2 separate regions of the Gasterosteus aculeatus genome follow, and region 2 is linked to region 1. Evidence: chromatin contacts called from public Hi-C data. All regions are on one chromosome and are shown on one strand. Each heading gives the region's core, a stretch centred on a gene start, on an enhancer-like site or on the middle of the called end of the contact. The rest is flanking DNA. Distances are from core to core; before and after follow the strand shown.

Region 1 (5,151 bases), core at 1,351-3,850:
CAGCGGCCTCTGTTGTTTTTCAAACAAATCACTCTTGAAAGCAACCAATCATCCTCCTTCTCAGCCCACAACCGCCTCCCCTGCCCCCGCCCCAACCCCACCCACCCTCCACCGCGACAAACCGCCCGTGGTAATCGCCCCGTCGCTCCTTGCTTTGGAAGAAGATTGCATTTCGCCAGCAGAGGACCAGATGACAAACGACCAGGCAGAGCGGCCGGAGCAGCAATGCGTTAGGTTGAAAGCAGATGAAGGGAGAGCGGTGGGAGGCCCGACTTGTCTTCACCCGTCCACGATGACCTTTCACGGACGAGTGTGTGATTCACAATCCCCAATTGCGTCGAGGAGAAGTAGGCCGTTGGTGCCACTGGAAAGTAATCTCACACCATCTCGGCTCCCAGAGAACCTGCGAGCTGATGGGTCTGTGCTCGCCTCTGACCGCGGTTCCAACAGACAGGATAAGTGTGATCTTATCTCCAGGCCCCTTGTGTCCTCCACTTATCTGTTCTCACAGAGGACAGAAGCCCGAAAGAGAAACATGGAAGTACAGAGGAGATGAGGAGGTTTGGATCTGGAATACGATCTTCAATAATCACTTCAGAAGTGTCTGGCAGGCAGCATCACTCTCTATCCTGGTCTTTCCTGCTCTTGCTGCTGCACAGTTTTTCACTCACTGGAGACGCGAAATGCAGATTCTGCAGCAGACGAGGTGAGGAACATTTGTTCCGTCCTCCCCTCTGACTCTCCACTCGGCCTGAATTCAGAGCAGGTCCTCTACAATTAATGGAGCTAATTAGTGTACAACTCCTCCGATCCCGCTGCAGTGTAGATGCACTCGTACCGGCTGTAATTAAGGCAACACACGAATACATGGTTTCTAAATGAAATAGTCTTGAGAATTTGAATTGCCTTCACCTAAATGTTAACAGTAAGCTATAACTTTATAGTCTAGCAACAATTGGGATATATTTCATAATATGAAGACAAGAAAAGTATACAATTATGTTATAAGTAGTGGTTTGAAGGGACCATTGGATCGTTTTCAGCTTGTGCCAGATTTGTCAATTTCATACATTTTACTTAAGTTCACAAAATTAATCCACAACAAAGAACCTTTTTAATACAAAGTAACATGGGTAACAAAGTAACAGGGTTTTCATCAAGTAGTTTTACAACTTCAAAAAGTGCTACAACGTTTTTGCGTTGCAGTTTCATAAAGCTTATTAAAATGAGACATCAACATCGGAGCAGCTCAGGCCAATCGCAAAGAAATCTGCTCCAGTGTGGCTCAAGCTCCTAAATTGGTCTGTGCAACAATTCTTATAATGAAACAAAGTGGCAACTTTTTTACCCCCTTGTTTCCTGGTAATTGCTCACATATTTCATATTCCATGTGCCAACTTCATATTTCCTAGGCTTTCTCTTTAAAATGATAATCACAAAAGTCCTTCCAGCGGAGAAGTTGATTTCTAAAATAGGTTAAATAAAGGACGAATACTTCATCCGCTACCGTTTGTAAGTCATTTGTCATTAGATTTGATTTGCTGGAGTTGATGAAGCTTTATTTTTTGGGATGTTCGGCATTAAGGCCTGAATTTAATATCATCTCTGATGTACTTCAGCGCTGTCCTGACACTTTGTCTCCATCTCTTTGCCAGCTGAGTGGATCGCTTGTGTTGTTTCTTCAGAGGAGAGACGAGGGCGATGATAGATGCTCTCAGCATCCTACACGTGTGTGACAGCACGACTAGGACGACAGAAATTAGTTTTGTGATTGCTATCGACAAAACAGAATGTGTCCACGACACCCCCGTTGTTGCCGTGGTGATGGGTCCTTGCAGTGATTGGCGGTATGACAGGCCTACCGGAGACGTGAGGGATTCATCAGGCTCAGATGTAAAACAGAGGGGCTGGAACGCAGCGTCTGCGAGGCTATTCAGGCCTAAACTTCTTTAAGAAGCCAGTTGTGCACATGAGCCGGCGAGTCGGACTAATGGTGTCGGATCCGGCTCAGTCAGCCAGGAGCCACTAACCGGTCCTCCTCCTGAATAAAGAGTCACATTTTAAGAAAATGAATCTTTCATACATCCTCCTTCGGCACAAGAGACTTTCATCTTAGTCTCATTTGCATTTTTGTCACCAAAGCAATTTACATTTTTATAGCATAAGTAATGAACACGAAAGTCATTTACATTTTCTTGCTCAGTCCGCCGGTACGTTGTCTAGACTTGGAGCATATCTGATGGGGAGGGACCAGCATTTGGAAGTGCGCGGGAGTGTTTGCGAGCAGCAGAGAGATGTCTGAATGTGCAGAAAGACATACAAACAATTACACAATTGTTTTAAAGCAAAGATGTTGAGCAGAATTCACTTTCATAATCAATCAGCGACGAGTGGACTAAAGCTTTCAGGTGCAAATCGACACCAAAGCACCTTTCACTTCTGATGGTCCTCACATCAAATAGACAGAGGCGGGCATCTGGAGCAAATGACACCATTTAGACATCACAGAAGAAAACCATTCATACAAGTGACATTCATGTTTCCAAGCCTGCAAAGATGAAAGAGAATAATTCATCACAATTTAGCCTTCGGTCAATGACGTGATTCTGTTAATAGTTTATTATCTTTGCTGATGCATTATGTATACATTGTTAGGAAGAGGATTTTGTTAAAAAAGAATGCCTGTTTCTTCATTAGAAGTTCTTACCAGAAGCAAGATGCATCAACTGATTTAGGAGGGAAGAGAGTCTAAGATGGACAGAATGACTGCAACGCGTGCAACGTGTTAAACCTCCAATTAATGCTATTTTATTCATCTGAATTGTCTAGTTTGAGCATTTATATGGAATTGTGTTCATGTTACGAAGCAAACTCACATATTATCAGTAATAATCGAATAAGCAAACGCCGCTGGATATGTTTAAAGACCTGGTTGGAAAACTGACCCTTTGTTCAGTCCTGTTGGGGAGCTGAAGACAGTCCGGACCCTCCAGGCACGTTTTGATCACCACCCCAACTCTGAATTGCATGAAAGTCATTTTTTTAAGGGCCTGGAATTGAGTTCAGGCCAGCGCTGATTCGCACGCTGACCGCGGCTTGAAACCCTCCTCGCCAAAATGGACCAGGTGCTCAACCTCCAGTCCTGATATTTCAAACTTTTATTACGAGCCTACCAAACTGAGATTAACCGCAGCTGTGTCCCCGGCTGTTGTGTGGCTAATGTAATCACACTTGCTGTTTGTGATAAAGTGTTGGATCCCAAATACAAAGAGGGCGAGGCCAGGGATGGCCGATGAGAGTGTCATCAGAGATGGCAGCCAGGTAATGCACGCTGTGCACAAAACCCCTGCTGCTGCAGCACAGTGGAGTCACATGTTTATTGATGAATCTGGCTTTCCCTGAGTACACAATATGGCTGAGAGAAACAAACAAAGCTCTCAGCGCACAGAACAGATGAACAAACAAGCAGAGGGATTACGGACTGCTGGATGTCCCGCTTAGATGTTTTCATAGATACCAGCTGGACGAAACAAAGGTTTATTGTCATGTCATTGTTTGGGCTTTCTATTTATTGCATTTATGTTGCCCGCATACACGGTCTGTTTAGGTAAGTCAAATGAACAGCAGCAAAGTGGATTTCAATGCTTGAATGAAAAACGCTGAATGACATTTTTAAATCTTACAAATGGAGTATGTTCAAATCTGTCCTCAGATGCTTCAATTTTGGTAGTATTGTCCCTGTATGTAGGGAAATATATTCAGCTCTTAGCCGCCATCTAACAGCGAGAGAGTAGCCTTTGCCTTTACCACAGTGCTTGCGCTCCTGAGCAAGGCACTTACGCCCCTGCTGCCGACGGCTCAGCTGTTAGTGGCCAACGTTCATGCCGGGCTGTGATCGTAATCTGGTCAAATAAAGGTCGCTTGTTAATCTTTCCTGTGTGGGATGGAGATTAACTTCCAACTCTTCCAACTCTCTGGCGCAGATGACAGCAGTGAAAGTCACGGCACCACTTGAAATCCTTTCATGGTGATGTGATATTTGCATTAAAAATAGAGAAGCTAGAAATGTGCTAAACTTTACTTGATAATTGCTTGCATTGAGGGCTGTATCCAGTATCCCTTATATTGGTTATTCATTCTACTCTCATCCGCGAAAAAAAAGTAATTCGCAGAACAAGACATTTCATTTCATGTCATTGAGAAAGTTGCATTGAGCGTGAGGGTTGTTTGTATAACTTGTGTCCCTGCGCACTGGGGGGGGGGGGGCGCTCTCCCGTCACCGCTCCTCGGTTGTTTTCGAGCTCGGCGCCGCTCACACCTGAAGTGACAGCGGGGGGAGGGAGGGGACGGGGGGGGGGGGGGGGGGGGGAGTGACGCCGAGGGAAGCTCCGAGCTGGGATGACGCGCGGTGCTGCCCAGCCTGCTGCTTCTTCCGCCGCGCCGCGACTGCAGGGCGCATTGGCAGATCAAGTCAGAAGGAAAACACGCAAAAGAGGGGGTGGTGTTGGTGGGGCGGTGGGGGGTGGGGGGACACGCGCATGTGACGGGCTTTTGGACGTTTTCCAATCACCTCCAAGTCGGGAAGGGGGATCTGATCACTCCACACAGGGATCGGTGTCATTTTCTCACCGCGAGCCTCCCGCCCCCCCTTTTTTTTGTCGCCCGCGGATCGATCACAGCACCATGCGAGCAGGAGAGACGCGCCCTGTGCCATGCTGAACGACTCCCCGGCTCTCCTGCTGGCCCTCACCGCGGTGGCCGGGATTCTCCAGCGATGTCAGGGCTGGAGCGACGAGGACCTCCTCCTGCCGCCCACCAACTCCTCCGACACGTTCGTGGCCAACCTGGAGGTGGACGTGCGCTTCTCCAAGAGGTCCGTGGAGGAGAGCGGCGACGCCGCGTCCCCCGACGGCTCCCCCCTGCAGCCGCTGTCCCAGTGCAACGTGAGCGTCCAGAGGCTGCAGCCCACCTCGCTGGTGGCCCGCTGGGACAGCAGCTTCGGCTTCCAGTGTGACGTGCTCATCTACACCACCAACAACCACGGCAGGGCTTTTTTCTCCGCGTCTCTGAACAGGGCGATCTCCCCCGTCGTCATCGAGCACCTCGGGGTCACCGGGGGTCAGCAGGAGCTGCGGCTGTGCGTGGGCTGCG
Region 2 (5,151 bases), core at 1,411-3,910, 70 kb before region 1:
CAGCAACTAGCACAAACAGTAATAAATGTGTATTAACCAGAAAGAAAATCTCCAATGTCTGTAAAATGATATTGTAATTATATAAACTTCTTATTTATACAGCTGAGAAACTGTTGTTCTTTTATCGCTGTCCTAAAAATAGAGCATTCTCCAAAGTAGGTTACTTTACATCTGACGTGATTAGTCAGCGAACTCCTACAAGTCAAATACCGAGGAATCGGTTCGGATTTGGAGGCAATGGTACATAAGCACAGATTTACAACAGTCATGCATTTCACTGTATACAACATCCAAATACATTGAGCAACAGCAAATGAGGCCTCCTGAAGGAATAACTGCAGAGACTTGCAGGCAGTTCCCTGTGTGTTCATTCTTCTGATTGGCAAATGTCCTGATTGTATGTTCATATTGAATAGAAAAGGTTTACTGGTTTTGCATTTAGTAACAACTTCTCTTCGGGACGAAACTACCTACGAATTAAATTAAGCAGGCAATGTTGTTTTGTCTGAAAGAAACAAGTAATGTTCGTTGTTTTGTAGGCGTTTTGAGTAGCAGCCCTCGTGCTCTGCACGGCCAGTCTGACATCCGCACCTGCCACATATTCCTGCTCCTAATTCAAAGCATTATTTCTTAAGTTGGTGTATGTGGAACCAGAGGGGCCAACAGCTTGGAGGGCTACGCCTATATTTATAGCATTTTGAGTATTTATATTTGGTATTGAATAGGCTTCGCCCTCTTAGAGTTGTTGCTATTGGGTGCAGGGTGTCAACATGGCACTAATGTCCACAAGCAGAAAACACACAAGCTGTAAATTCCACACGATATAAAGGCAGGAAGGCCCCCGACTGTGCTGAAAGATTTCAAATTATCATCACAATTTGAGGCTCGCACATCACATCGTTTAAGCAGGACAAACCCTTGATGTGTAATTGGGTGAATTGCGACATGCAGCGTAAAGCGCTTTGAGTAGTCGGAGGACTAGAAAGGAGCTTCATGAGAGACGAGTCAATTTACGGGAAAGCCATGAATCTTTATGACAGCGCATGGCTGCCAGGATGCTCTTAGGGGCAAAGCCTGTAAAGGTATAGGAATGAGTGTTGACCCGAGTTAAACACAGATTACAGACACTTACTGTAGGAGCAACTTGCGCGTTACAACCCGTGCTCGACCTTGGTGGCCATGTCTTTCGACACGCTTTAAACTCTGTTGATGTTTTGGAAGCTAATGAGGTACTAATCTACTTATAGAAATGTTAAGCCTTCATAAATCCAGCTAACCTTTTTAAAGGTAATTTCAACCAAACAATAATGAAGAAACGATTATCTGTGCCGAGTTGCAGCTGACATTCTAGTATATTAACAAGATATGTCTAGAATCTGTGCTTCCATACAGAATAAGCATGTATATAAGCGTATACATATTCAAATTCTAAGCAAATGCTTATTAGGTCAAGTGCTCCAATGATAATCCTATCCATTAATTCAACATACATTAACATTTTTAACTAAATCTATTTGCTACGAGAAAATATTTTAAGTTTCCAAATTAAATCTGGTTGGCAGCACACAACTCCAAGTGTAGTTAAGTATGTATTTGGCACTTCTGTTGTTTTCTGTCAATAGACACAACACATCTTTGATAATATTTTAAAGTTGACAACATCTCAACATAAAATATCTGCTCTTTAAGTGCCTATTCTTTTTAAACATATATCTTTAAAAATAATAAACATGTTATAAGTAAGATTTATTCTTTAGAAAAAGTGTATAAAGTCTCTGACATGTTCTCATTAATGTGGTTTATGAGGTTTAATCTGATAAAGACCAGTCGCAGTTTACTTGTGCGTTAAGTATTTTGGAACTGTCCTATATACACTGTGCATGTAATGTCACACACACGTTTTATAACATTCCTAGCAGCTACACCTAAATCTACCTAGGCATCAATTTATTCATAAATGTCTTTCACACAACAAGGGTAGAAATTTGAGGGGTTTTTTCTATTTAACAGAATGTTGCCCAAACACCCTGAACCCACCCCTGTAATTCACAGGTTGCATGAATGCTCCCTCGCTGCCAGCAGGGGACAGTGTCGAGCCATCAGGGGGCTTACGTTCATGGTTCGAGTCGAACTAGGGGAGAGGTCACCGACTATGTCAGTAACAAACAATCTTCCTTTTTCTTTCGGATTCTGCTTGTTCATCCTTTGGCCTTTAGACCCTTCTCATGGTCAGCGACAGAATCGTGGAACAGTTCTGGTTTTAAACTCAAACAAAAACAGGGAACGTGGGTGTTCCTTTTTCCACACGTAACAAGTTTGGGGACTGAGAGCGTTTGTACCGTGTGTAAAAGTGAGAACGTACATATATTTATAAATCCAAAGAAAAAAAGTAAAGCGCAGCCTGCAAGCTGAAGGATTTACTCGACGTGTTTGTTTCGCAGTCCTCCACCTTGTCCAAACGTTATTGAAACAGGAAGAGCGCGAGTTGTATTTAGAGTTTTCCACGTCGCTCTGTGGTTTTGAGGTTCAAGCCGTGAACCTTCTAGTCCCCATGTTATTACTGCATTACTCATTCTTCTGACGCGCCTCCACTCAAACCTACGCCTCCTCCATCACCTCCATGACTATTGTCCTGGGTCCGGTCAGGATCAGGTTGCTGACGGCGCGGTAGTCCTGGGCGAGGACGTTCCGTCCGTTCACCGACACCACAAAGTGACACACCTTGAGAAGAGAGGCACAAAGAGGAGCGAGTTAATGGACGCTTTGGCTATGACGCTCTCAAGGTAACAGGATGTGGACATGTTTAATGTACATATATATATATATATATATATATATTTTTTTTTTTATTTTATTCATTTATTTATTTATTTATTTTTTTGTCTAAATGAGATCTTTTTCAAGGGAGCCAAGACCACATCAACAGTGTTTAGAATGAGATACGTGAGACTTTTGAACGTGAGAAACCTGAGAAACCAGAACTGAAATACTTGTCAATGTTATAGTCAACATTTTTATCTATGCTGCAGGAGTGAATTTGGCTTCCATTGACATTTTTGTTGTTTGTGCATACCAACTGAAATAACAAGGACCTGTGATGAGCTGTAATGACATTTCTTGCAAATACTTCAGAGAGAGGATTTCAATCTCTTGTCTGTCCTACTCTGACGTTAAACTAGGACTGGGACTGGAAACAGGTGGAAAAAGCTACACGATTCATTCCAACAGTAAAAATCTCCACCTATGTTAGTTTCATCCCAACAAAATAAAAAACAGTGTGAAAAGAGTAAGAGTAAGAGAGTGGCATCAACCGAAAATGTAAATACGCATTTCCAAAATGTCAAACTACTGTATATACATATCAAAAGGAGGTCCCGACCAGTTTTGGGTCAGTTTTGCCCCGGGGCCCCCAAACTCATTGAATGAGCCACGCTGTTGATCGCTACAGAGATCAAGCTCCAAACATTTAGGCGCAACAGACATTTGTCAACTCGCAGCGCAGTTTAAAAAAGCCAAAGAACATCAGCAGTCGCACCACGAATCAGTAAGACAAAAGCAAAAATGGCAACATGTTCAAAGCTCCAACAGTAAAGAGCAAGATGTAAATCATTGACATTATTACCTGATATAAAACAACACCAGATACAACATGACAGCCAGGCTTAAAGCTCTCCGGAGTCACTTATCGCCATTGAACCACAGTTACAACTCGACGGTACTGATGGAAATGCGGCTGGCTTTCTGAGGTGCCTTCTGGCTGCTGTTCTTGCAACATGATGCTGCCGTTTCTGCCCACTGCTAAAGCTAAAGCCGTCCAAAAGCTCTGCAAGACGCGAGTTTGAGGCACGTCAACGAGAACAAGAGCACGTAAATCACTGCGATATCTATATTGGCTGTAAACCAACAAAGTGCAGACGGCTGACTGACGGTGGAAGAAAAACTGTTATGGAGGAGTTTCATGGGGCCATTTACAAGGCGCAGCTATTTAAACCCTGACTTGCATAATCTAATGTGACATACAGGTTACTCTCTTTTTTTCCAAAGAGATTGCTGCTACAGGTTTCTGTGGACTTGATGAATGTTTCAGGGAAGATAACAACAGGCTTACGGGAAAAGAGAGATTGAAAATGCGATAGTGAAGAACAGCGTAGACTGTTAATTATTTTGCTGTAGACTCACTGTAAGCATATCTAGACTTGTGCAGCATATATTTCTTTTTATCTGTTCAGCCTTTCCTTCAAATGTCTTCACGTTTTTTTCCGACTCAAACACCTCCCCCTCTTTCTCCCCCACTGCTACTCCTCTCCTTTCAGGCTGCGCGGCAGTCGGTCTTGGCTGAGGGCCCAGCTGGACCCAAAAGTCATAAACCAGCATATTGAGGAGAGAGAGAATAATCAACACGTAGGAGGCCTCGCTGAGATATTTCTGCAGCAATAACATCTGAAGAATAGTCCCTCTTTACCGAAATACTACAGATGAGGACCTGAGGCCATGTTTGCCTTTATGTCCCTCGAGGAATCAGAAAACCAGAGACCCAATGACCAACAAGTTGAAACCACACACAGGTTGAGAAACTTCTTCTTTTGAGTATTTTCTTGAACTAAGATCCCGATCCAACCAATTGCCCGATGCTAATTTGGCCCATCATAAAGCAAAATGACCTCCCTCAAACTAAACTTCAAATCAAAGGCAATCTGGCCTGAATCGGAACATATATTTGGGGGAACCAATTATGGGGTTAAATCAGGATTATTCCACACGGTGTGTTTTTAATAGCTCACTAGTCAACACTTTAGTCTTCTGGTTGCCTGGCAATCTCACGGGGGCTGCAGGAATCCAGGGTCTCTGGATTTGCAAGAACAGGCATATAAAAGTTTTTCCCAAACTGTTGAACCGTTTTCCTTTCAGAGGGTCGTTTCGTGCGCGTCTCAGCTGATAACTGTGTCTTCACACACTTCACAGTAGTCACTATGCTCAAGGCTTAATGTTATTTTAATCGTGTGACACGTAGTATTCGGATATTTAAAGATTTCAAAATGCGACAGTGTCCGATTCATCTGAGCTTGTGATAGAGAACATGCTGTTCAGTACACACACGTGACGGTGTACAAACATGTCACATGGGGCACAGCCGGCGCACACTGCGAGGAA

What was found. Hi-C and Micro-C count contacts between places; a contact is called where the count stands out from the background.
Region 2: a contact with region 1 is called in a Hi-C map of skeletal muscle, with 8 times the contacts expected there. The contact joins the enhancer-like site here to the promoter of tmem158 in region 1. A contact is called at or near these places in 3 of 6 Hi-C or Micro-C datasets (skeletal muscle and tail fin).

Annotation. Positions count from the first base shown.
Region 1 is chr20:11,966,088-11,971,238 of fGasAcu3.hap1.1, reverse strand. tmem158 (transmembrane protein 158) reads left to right here and starts at 2,600. Exons shown (of 1, transcript XM_040166039.2): 1 at 2,600-5,151. The coding sequence starts at 4,713. LOC120809997 (a long non-coding RNA gene) reads right to left here and starts at 2,319. Exons shown (of 2, transcript XR_005710182.2): 1 at 2,190-2,319; 2 at 1,096-2,041.
Region 2 is chr20:12,035,805-12,040,955 of fGasAcu3.hap1.1, reverse strand. deptor (DEP domain containing MTOR-interacting protein) reads right to left here. Exons shown (of 10, transcript XM_040165355.2): 10 at 1-2,721. The coding sequence ends at 2,599. Among protein-coding and RNA genes, the nearest start is that of LOC120810076, 9.7 kb to the left of the region's middle. Within about 2 kb of position 2,660, at least 2 of the 9 cell types and tissues checked have open chromatin away from gene starts, as enhancers often do.